Regions from separate parts of the Columba livia genome. Here region 2 is linked to region 1. A link is a contact called in public Hi-C data. All regions are on one chromosome and are shown on one strand. Each heading gives the region's core, a stretch centred on a gene start, on an enhancer-like site or on the middle of the called end of the contact. The rest is flanking DNA. Distances are from core to core; before and after follow the strand shown. Region 1 holds the start of CLBA1 (clathrin binding box of aftiphilin containing 1). Region 2 holds the start of CEP170B (centrosomal protein 170B).

The links. Hi-C and Micro-C count contacts between places; a contact is called where the count stands out from the background.
Region 2: a Hi-C map of crop shows a contact between it and region 1, with 2.4 times the contacts expected there. The contact joins the promoter of CEP170B here to the promoter of CLBA1 in region 1. A contact is called at or near these places in 2 of 2 Hi-C or Micro-C datasets (crop and liver).

Annotation. Positions count from the first base shown.
Region 1 is chr5:9,382,481-9,387,755 of bColLiv1.pat.W.v2, reverse strand. CLBA1 (clathrin binding box of aftiphilin containing 1) reads left to right here and starts at 3,008. Exons shown (of 7, transcript XM_065063299.1): 1 at 3,008-3,092; 2 at 4,221-4,289; 3 at 4,408-4,898. The coding sequence starts at 4,256.
Region 2 is chr5:9,602,542-9,607,347 of bColLiv1.pat.W.v2, reverse strand. It overlaps CEP170B (centrosomal protein 170B), which reads left to right and starts at 2,558. Exons shown (of 20, transcript XM_065063316.1): 1 at 2,558-2,701; 2 at 4,205-4,340. The coding sequence starts at 4,236.

The sequences.
Region 1 (5,275 bases), core at 1,759-4,258:
AACCTCAAATAATTTTCCAGTAGGAATGGTGGCAGGAGCAGTAAGAGCAGCTGAAGGTGTTTCGTCAATTCAGTTGTTTGCACTGGTTGATTTTTGAGTAGTGAGGTTCTGCTCTAGTAGCTGCACACATTTAAGTGTCTAAATCTAAGCTTATATTCCACATTCAAAGCTTTTGGCATATTCACCTTTTAAATAAAGACTGGGTTCATTTTTAAAAATGAAAGTGATAGTTCAAAAAGAAAATATTGATTTAATGCAGTAAAACCCAAGGCCTGGTATATGTCAGACAAAATCCTAAGACTTAGCCTCCAAACAGATAATATGAATTTTGTACCCAATTTGAAACCACTTCGCTTTGAAACTGGGTGCATCTTTTTAAAATACCCTGTACTTCAGAATGGAAAATTATTAACCCAGCTGTGATAATGCTTTTAACTTACACCAGTCAGTCTATGAGAGAGTGTCATTTAAAAGACAAATTAAGGATCTCATCAGCAGCTGGGCTGAGCCAAGAGAAGTGAATTCAGACGAGGGCAGGTGAAACCCACTTTGCAGGGCAGCTGACTCCTCTTGATCAGAAATCCTGCCCAAAACACAGCAGTGCAGGTTGTTCTTTGGGTGACTCTGTGGGTTTTCAGCTGTGTTTGCCTGAGAGGAAAGGCAGCAGTAGGTACATCCAGCTGATGCTGCAGCCGATCGCTTCCTCTGCAGGGACTCAGGGTTAGCGACTGGTTTTCCCAAGGTGGGTTATAAGGTGTGCTGGAGAGAGAAATAAACATCGTAATGTGGCAAGTCCTTAATAAAGTTACTGATGTTACTCAGGGAAGAAGGCACCACAGTTTCTTCTGTTCCTACGCCGAGGTTTCTAAGGTCTGCGGCAGCTTCCGATGCTCACCAGCTCTCCCATCACTCCACTGCTGCAAACACACCTTGGATTTTGCAGGGCAGAGGCAGATTTGGAAAACCCACACACCCCTTCCCCTCTGGATGCAAAGCGTGGTACAAACAGGAGCATCTCAGTCTCTGTGTGGTCTGTTTGTAGTTTTTTCCTTTGGGAAGACACAGGTGAAAACATAAAGCCATGTAAAACAATCTCGGTAGCCAAAAAAATATTGAGCTGCCTTCAAAACCGAAAAGAGTTGCAAGCCCAAAGGTCCCCACCACATAAACTTACTGCAACGTGGGATGGTGATGCTACCGCAACAAGTGTCAGACACTCCGGGCTTTGGTCACAGTCTCACCGGGCTGGTCGGATATCCTCAGCTGCAGCCTGCCATGGGATGGCCATGGAGGGCAAGGAACTGCTCCAAAGCAGAAAGAAAACAAATTTAGAAAATCTTTCAGAGACCTGCTGATAAAGTTTCTTTGGCTCTGCGTCTGGGCATTGCTCCCAAATTCAGCCTCTCACCCTCAGATAAAGCACTAGAGCCTGGAATGAGAGTTAGATGTGTGGGAGTGCACGTATCTGTGCCTAGGCTGGAAAACGTGTACTGTAATGCCTAGAAAATGCTTTTTACCTTGGGATTTGCTCCAGAAAAACCCTTTTCTGTGCTTTTACAACTGTCCCCTGTTGCTTGGGACTGCCCAGGTGTGAAACCCAGACCTGAGGAGGGGAAGACTGAGGAATTTGTGTCCTTCCCTCTGTCACCCAGCTGTGGGAGCAGCTGGACTCAGCCACGCCACCTCCAGACAGCGCTGCTCCTCAGGAGGTGGGCAAGAAGACATGGTCACCTCAGGCTGCAGGGTGACCTGTCACAGAGGACAGACGGACCCACAGCTTCTGCCTTTACCTCCTACAATGGGAGGATCCAGTCCCAGCCTCAGCTTCCTCGTGGGGCAAAAAGAAGGGGAGAGGAAGAGGAGATCCTGAGAGACTGTTGCTGGCCCATCCCTACCATTTTATCATGAGATTATACTACTGGGTGGATTGATTGTTACTCTTTTTAAGTCCATGTCCTGGAAACTTGTCATGATGTGAGGATTTTAGTTATACTCAAACCAAACACAAACCACCACCATCAAACTCTGAGTCCTTAGCCTGCCGGCTCACAGAAAGAAGCTGGAAAAATGGGAATACTTTTCTTTTTCACATAATTATTTTAAAATCAATCTCTTTCTGGAGAGCAGGAGTTGGCTTTTGGATGTAAAACAGTGGAGTGGTTTCAGCCCAAGGGAGATGAAGGTGAAGCCAATTGTAATGACAGAGGTGCAGGGGCAAGGTTGGAGAACTGGGGAAGTATTTGTCAGAGAAACAGGAGAGAACGGGGATCCTCCGGGACACCGCCTGGCTTGGGGATCATCCCACTGTACTCGACGCTGGTGAGGCCACACCTTGAATCCTGTGTTCAGCTTTGCACCCCTCACTACAGGAAAGACATTGAGGTGCTGGAGAGAGTGTAGAGGAGGGTGATGAAGCTGGTGAATGGTCTGGAAAACAAGTCTGATGGGGAGCGGCTGGGGGAACTGGGGCTGTTTAGCATGGAGAAAAGGAGGCTGAGGGGAGACCTTATCACTGTCTATAACTACCTGAAAGGAGGTTGTAGCATGGCGGGGGTTGGTCTCTTTTCCCAAGTAGCAAGTGACAGGACAAGTGAAAATGGCCTCAGGTTGTGCTGGAGAAGGTTTAGACTGGATATTAGGAAAAAATTTTCATGGAAAGGGTTGTCAGGGATTGGAACAGGCTGCCCAGGGAAGTGGTGGAGCCACCATCCCTGGAGGTGTTTAAATGACGTAGAGACGAGGTTCTTTGGGACATGGTTTAGAGTTACGTTATAGTTGGACTCTTCCAACTGCCATGATTCCATGATTCTGTGCTTCTAAGGGCTGAGGCTCCCCCGCCCCTGGCTGCTCCCCTGGGCAGCGCCGGGGGATCGGGCAGGCCCGGGCGGTGCAGATCCTCCCCCTCCCGCCGCGGGAGCAGCGCCCCGGCTGAGCGGCTCCGGGGCTCCGCTCTGCCCCCCTCCCCGCCAACCCGTCCCGCACAGCGGGCGCCCCCGCGGCCCCGCCCCGGCCGGTAACGCCCCGCGGCCCCGCCCCTGCCGACCTGCCGGCGCGGCCGGGCCCGGGGCGCTGGCCGGGGCGCAGGACGGGCGGTAAGGCTGCTCCGTACGGGTCTGAGCTGCCACAGCGGCCGGCGCCGCTCGGTCCCCCCGCAGCAGGGGGAGATGGGGCACGGCGGCGGTTCCCCGCTCCTCGGGGCTGTGGAGCTGGGCGGTTCGCCGTGTCCCCCCCGCCTCCTCCTCCCCGGGGGCGGGCAGGTGCCGGTGCCCGGTCACCGCGGGGCTCGGCGGTGGGAAGGGCGGGTGGAGGAGCCGCTTCCCCGGCTGAAGCGCCGGCGGCTGCGGGTCGGGGACGGGCTCGCACCCGCCGGGGTTTCCCCTGTACTGCCCGCCTGGGGGAGGGTGTCCCGGGGGAGGGTTCGGCGGCAGCAGCCCCGCCGTGTCCCGCTGGCCCTCCGGAGCCCCGCGGCGGGGGCGCAATCCAGAGCCCACCGGCCGGCCCTGTGCCACCTGCGAGGTGACCCTGGGGAACACAGCCCGAGATTGGCTCAGTTTGTTGAGCACAGAACGTGTCTAGTAGCGGCCAGTCTTTTCAGAAGTGTCGCTCCTACTGTAGCTCCTAACCCGCTCCCCAAAACAGCGTGCATCTTGACGAGATGTGGTTAATCTAAAGCGATAAATGCAATATTGCCCGTATAATTTACAGACGCTAGACTGAATTTACTAAATCTGCCTTAATTGCTTAAACAGTTGGAAGCACTGTATTTGTCACAGGATTAAACGGCCAGCTCTGGTGTTGCTGCAAATCACACCACTTCAGGAATCTTTCGGACAGGGAAAGCCCACACAAACAACAAAAGCAGTGTTTGAGCATACGCGAGAAGGATGAAATACATAGTTATAGAAAATATATAATGTGTTGGATATTGTTTATAATTATTTAGGCTTGTCTCCTGTGCATTCAGTACTCAATTAATACCCAAGAACTTTTGTTAAATATTTTTTGAGTATTGTTCACTGATTTAATGGCATTCTTGTGATGTGGGCAGATAGTTATGTGTAAATTTTAAATAATTTTCCCTGCAGCGATTTTCAGTTGTATAATACTGGAATGTGTTTATTTTAGCCTGAACATTCTTTCTCCTGCCTTATCAGCTATCTTTCTTTATTCCTACACAGCCCTTATCACAGAAGTATTTATTTACAATTCTTTCTTTGCAGACTAATATCCTACATAGAGAGTGAGACTGAATAACATGCACATGCTGATTACTGGAGGAGACACTGAAGGTCATCCTGTTTTTATTTAGCAGTGTTATTATTTGAGGTGAAATGATTAATTTGATTCTGTTTTGGAAATATTCAGATTTCTAATGCAACTGAACTTCTTTAGCCTTTTTTTTTGCAGTACGGATTTCAACAAATAAATTCTTCTTAAAGATGCAGAACCTGTCACCAGTAGAAAATCTTGCTAATACAGAAACATCTCACTGGATGTCTCTAGAAGACCTAACAGTTGAAGTAGGCAGTACGCCTCTTGATGGAAGTGACTGTAACTTGAATGAAAGGACAAGTAATGAAGAAATTACTAATCTTGAAGTAAAGCAGCTAAGCCTCCCTGTAGTAAACAGCAAAGGGAGAAGTAGTGAGGGCTTTTCTGAGAGCAGTTACGGTACCTCAGAACCCGGTGGTTCCTGGGGTGATTTTGAAGGCTTCAGGGAGTCCTTAGACAAATCAGAGGGATTCGGTCACAATCTTGACGTTTTGGGGAAGCCAACAAAAGCTTCTGGAGGTGACAGGGACTCGAGCCGTGGATGTTGCAGTGCTTCTGCTGGACACGTTCATCCTGAACCGTCTCTACATGGTGGGACACAGGAGGCCTTGAGCTCTCACAAGGAGGTAGGTGTCAATAGTAAACCAAAACCCAAACGTGTTTGTGTTACTGCTTCCTATAGCTCGAGATTTATATTTGAATGTCTTCTGTGTAGACGATAAGGCTGTACAGGGAGAGAGACCATCAGGCTACTTTGCAGCTAACCCAAGTGGAACAGAAGTGACTTTTTTACAGTGTTTGACAAATACTTAAGTTATCCTGCTGGAGAGCTTTAAAGAATGTTAATGTGCTACTTTGCTTCTAGACACTAGAATTCAGTAAGCACGTAGAAATGATGAACTTTGCCCTGAAGCACATGCAACTCAAAAGCTAGACAAGAATGAGCGTAGGAAACAAAAAACTGCTAAGGTGGGAAGCAAAAAAGGGGAGCCAAAAATTCTGT
Region 2 (4,806 bases), core at 1,309-3,808, 220 kb before region 1:
AATAAAATAAAGAGGCTGTAATGCTGCATTCAGCCAGGACCAGTGTATTGGCCTCAACTGCATCTTCAATCAGGTCAGAAGGCACGTGGTGGGAACAAGGACTGTTTTTCTTCTCTATAAATAGTGAAGTACCAACTGCCCGGATAAATACACATGTATACATGAACTGTAAAACTGGACTTAAAGAGAGACTAAAGCAAACACTAACCTTTTTATAGTAACTTATAACAAAGATTTGCCTAGATGGCAGGCTTGTATAAAGAAGTAAATTATTGTACTTCCTTATAGCAGTACACAGATGCTCTGCAGATCAGCTCATACAGCAACCTCACCAGCAAATAGACGTGGTTCAGAAATAAGTGAATAATATTTATAAGAACTTTAGCTATAGGTCAGTTAAATCAATAATAAAACATCATTCAATGACAGGACAGACTGGTAAATAAGGTGGAAGTCCATTTTTACTCATAAAGGATTTCTATTGCATTGTGGCAGTGCGAAAGCCTTTAAAGCACCTCAGAAATGTCCACCGCTCACCCCGTCCTGCCTGGCGTCCAAGGGACTTGGCGTGCTGCAAGGGCGTGGTGCTCCGCTCCGAGGAGACAGCAAGAGCACTGCAATAAAACACAGATGCTGCAGCCTCAGCCAGCTCAGAAGCCTTTGAAGATAATCACACCTTGAAATCACCCTGGGGCATGATGTATTTGCCAGGGAAGAAGTCAAACGTTGATTAAAGAAGGCAATAATACCATTAATTAGATAATAACAAAGTCCTCCTGCTCTTCAGAAAGAGGAAGGAAAAGAAGAAATGCTGTTTTCCTTCATCCTCCTTGGTTCTTCAGCCTTGCAGTGGTTGACCTTCCCCACCACCATTCCCAGGGGACAGGTTCCTCTGCTGTCTGGGCCACAGTGACATTAACTCAACTGGAAGCTGTAGGACAGGAGTAAGTCCACGGGGTTATGCTGCTATAGGACTGACCCCCGCAAGTGGCATACCGGACCTATGGTTTCCATGCCATCAGACATTATTAAGGCTACATCCTGAGCCAAAATTCTAAAGACAGCACTGAAGACACCTAGGGAAGCTTCTGCAGGTAATAGAGAAATGATACTCAAGCCTAGATGTACAGTATATAAATGCAAGGATGTCTCTTCTGTCTGGAATATAAACTCTGGAAAACATTGCTATGAACTTGTTGTCTTCTTATAGTCTTTCCTCAGCAGCCTGTGCTAGCTGGAGCCAGGGGGCCAGTGAGTAGTTGCTACTCTTCGAAGCTCCACTGACTTCTGCAGGAGCTGTGGGCTCTATTGAAAAAGCTTTTGCAGTGGCAAATAGTTGGATCCATTATGATACTCAGTTTTCCTCCTGATAGGGAAAAAAACCCTGTCATTGCTCCTCGTGCTTATTGCTCTTCAGGAACTTTCTAGTTACCTGCAGCTCATAAAATGGCACATCCTTTCACATCACCCATTTCACGCTCTTATTCAGTGGTCAGATCCTTGAGACCGATGCAGTCCTGTCAAACGCCTTTAGGTACTGCCCCATGAGAGGACCTGAGGGAAGCATGTGGAGATGGATGTCAACCTACTCCCTGCAGCCGGTGGAGGGTGAGAGGGAGAAGGCTGGTGCTGGGACCCAGGTGGGGGAGTAAAGCAACTGTGTTACTCCCAAAGTAATTGTGTTACTCGGGCAAACTTGCAGTTTGTGTTAGTGCTTTCCATACCACAAAATCACAGAATCACAGAATGTTAGGGTTTGGAAAGGACCTCAAAAGATCATCTAGTCCAATTCCTCTGCCGGAGCAGGAACCCAAAGATCAGGTTACACAGGAAGGTGTCCAGGCGGGTTTTGAATGTCTCCAGAGAAGGAGACTCCACAACCTCCCTGGGCAGCCTGTTCCAGTGCTCAATTACCTTCACTGTGAAGAAGTTTCTTCTTGTATTTATGTGGAACCTCCTGTGTTCCAGTTTTTATTCATTTCCCCTTGTCCTGTCATTGGTTGTCACTAAGAAGAGCCTGGCTCCATCCTCCTGACACTCACCCTTTACATATTTATAAACATTAATGAGGTCACCCCTCAGTCTCCTCTTCTCCAAGCTAGAGACCCAGCTCGCAGCATGTGTCTCTGCTGGACCTCATCCAGCGTGTCTGAAGCGTTGACTGTGGTCTGATGTTTGGGGGAAGAGGCTGGTGCTGTGACCTGTGTTGGGGAAGAGGTGATGTTTGGACTCTCTCCACTGGCAGGTGGAAGCAGCATCCCCTGTCCCACAGCCTCCAGCGCTGGGCCTCCCGAGATCGCGGACAGCCGTATCCACCTCACAAAGGTGTTGTGAGGCTCCACTGATGTCCATGGAGCCTCTCAGAGACCCCGAAATGAGGGACGCTGAACCAGGGCACGGCTGCTCCTGCGTTGCAGCCATGACCCAGAATCCCCGTCAGTCCCTGCCGCACCTGCCGCTCAGGTGCCACGGCCCGAAGCCGGAGCCGGGCTGGGGGCTCCGGGCCGATGAGCTCAGGCAGGGCCGCAGCGGGGGAGGGCGGTGGGGCCGCGGCCGGGCCCGGCGGCTGGAGCCGCCTCCTGACGTCGGGAACCTGCCGCGCACGGGGGCGGGGCGGGCGCCGGGAGCGGCCCGCGGGGCAGGCAGAGCCGGCTGGCGGGGCGCGGCGCCCGGCCTGCCACCGCGCCGAGGACCGCAGCAGGTAGGGGCGGCGGAGGGCGGGCGGCTCCCGCAGCACCGGCCGGCCGGGCGGGCGGAGGGAAGGGAAGCCGGGCCGCGGCGGACAAAGGGCCGTGTCCGCCCCGCGGAGGAGGGTGGGGGGACCCTGCGCAGCACCTGGCCCCGCCGCGGCCCCTCCGGCCGGGGCTGTCTGCGCTCCGCGCGGCAGCGAGCGCGGCCCAGCCGGGGCCCTGGGGACGGAGCCGGCCGCGGCGGCCGCCCCGCAGCTCGGCCCGGGGCAGTGCGAGGCGGCTCCGGCTCTCTGTCCGGGCGCTTTGTCGGGGAGGCGGCGGATCCTCGGCAGGGCCGGGCGACGGGCGCGGCGGGGCCGCATGTCGCGGCACGGAAGCCTTTACCGCCGGCTCCCGGAGCGGTTCGTTGTCCGCAGCGGCAGAGAGGGCGGCGGGCTCTCCTGGCCGCCCCCAGGCCCGCGCCCCGCCGGGGGAGGCCGTTCATCCTCCCGCGGGTGTCACCTGCGCTTCGCCGGGGCCGCCGGGGCGGGGGAGGCCGGAGAGCGCAGATGGAATGGAGATCTCCTTCCCTCGCTGAATTTCGGAATGCAGTTTCCATCCCAGGAGGTGGGTGAGGGGAAGACGAGAGGCTGGTGTGTGCCAATTTATTTTTTTAATTTTTTTTTCTTCAGCCAGCGAGAGGAAAATGCGATATTGTGGGAGAGGGAGGAGGACAGGCCGCAGGAACAGGCTGCCCGCAGCCGGGCTGTAGCAGCGACAACAAACAGGTGTGGCTGGGAGAGTCCCGATAAGTGCTGCCCTCGCAGGTCACAGCTCTGCTGCCTGTTGCAGGGGACAGGGGGGCCGTGCACACCAAAACCCGCCGGTGGGAACTGCAGCCTGTGTTTCCTGTCCTGGGGTGGCAGCGTGGTTTGGTTTTTGGACCAGCTCATGCCGTGTGGAAGGAGTGATGTGTGGGCTCCCAGCTTATATCAGTGTGGAAGTGGGATGAGCAATAGGGAGGGTGTTCTCCTCCCCAGCACCGATGTAACTGCTCCTGGGAGCATACTGTGAAAGGTTAAAGGAGACAGGTTATGTCACCTTACTGATTTGCTGGTCCAGATCTTTGATGAGGGAAGCTCAAGCTGTGATTCAGTGCTAGCAATGACGAAATGTTCTGGAAAGATGTCTCCCCCCCTTCTCCTCCTCCCCCATGTTTTATCATTTCATTGATTAGATTCAGCTCCATGCTTCGTCTTTTAAAGAGTCCTTTCTTCAGACCAAGAGTCTTACTTTGCTGCAGGAATATTTCAAGAGCTGCAGAGCTCCTGCGTGTGGCACATGGGCAGCAGGTCCTGGCACACACTTCACAACTGCATGTTGGCACGCGGAATTCAAGACATGAACATGAAATGCAAAAAGCAGCACTGGGTTCCATGGCACAGGGAAATTTGGAACTGCAGCTATGCACTGGTGTACTTCCACACTTCATTAATAGCTCACTGTGCTGTGGGTTTTTTTTTGTTTGTTTTCAGGATGTATAAAGATTAAGTGCCAAGCGGCAAAATGAGCGTGACTTCGTGGTTCTTGGTGAGCAGCACTGGCATTCGCCATCGGCTCCCTCGGGAGATGATATTTGTTGGCAGAGATGACTGTGAACTGATGCTCCAGGTAACATGGCTTTTTTAGTTTTTGTTATTTCTTCTAAAGATGCAGTAGGTGTGAACGTAATGCTGGGGATCTGTGGAGATGTTGCATGCTTTCTTCAAATGACATCTTTTAAAAGGAACTTCCTTTTTTGTGTTGAGTCTGCAGTTCTCATGAAGAATTCATATGTTTGTGAAAGTGCAAGTGAGGTTCCTTTCAAATTGCCTTGTCATCAGATGGATAGGAGCTGTAGTGGTGGGAGATTAATCAAATAGATTAACTATCCTCATGCTGCTGGAAGTAAGCAAAGACATACCATTCTGTCCTGATCTGCAATTATGCTGCTGTGTTTTGTAGCTTTTAAGACATATGCACTGTTTACTAGTATATGTGATTTGAGTAGGGGCAGGCTTTTTTTTTTTTCTCCTATTTTTCCCTGTAGGTTTGATTAAATTGTCAGTGCTCGTACCTCTCACCTAGTTGCTTTTAT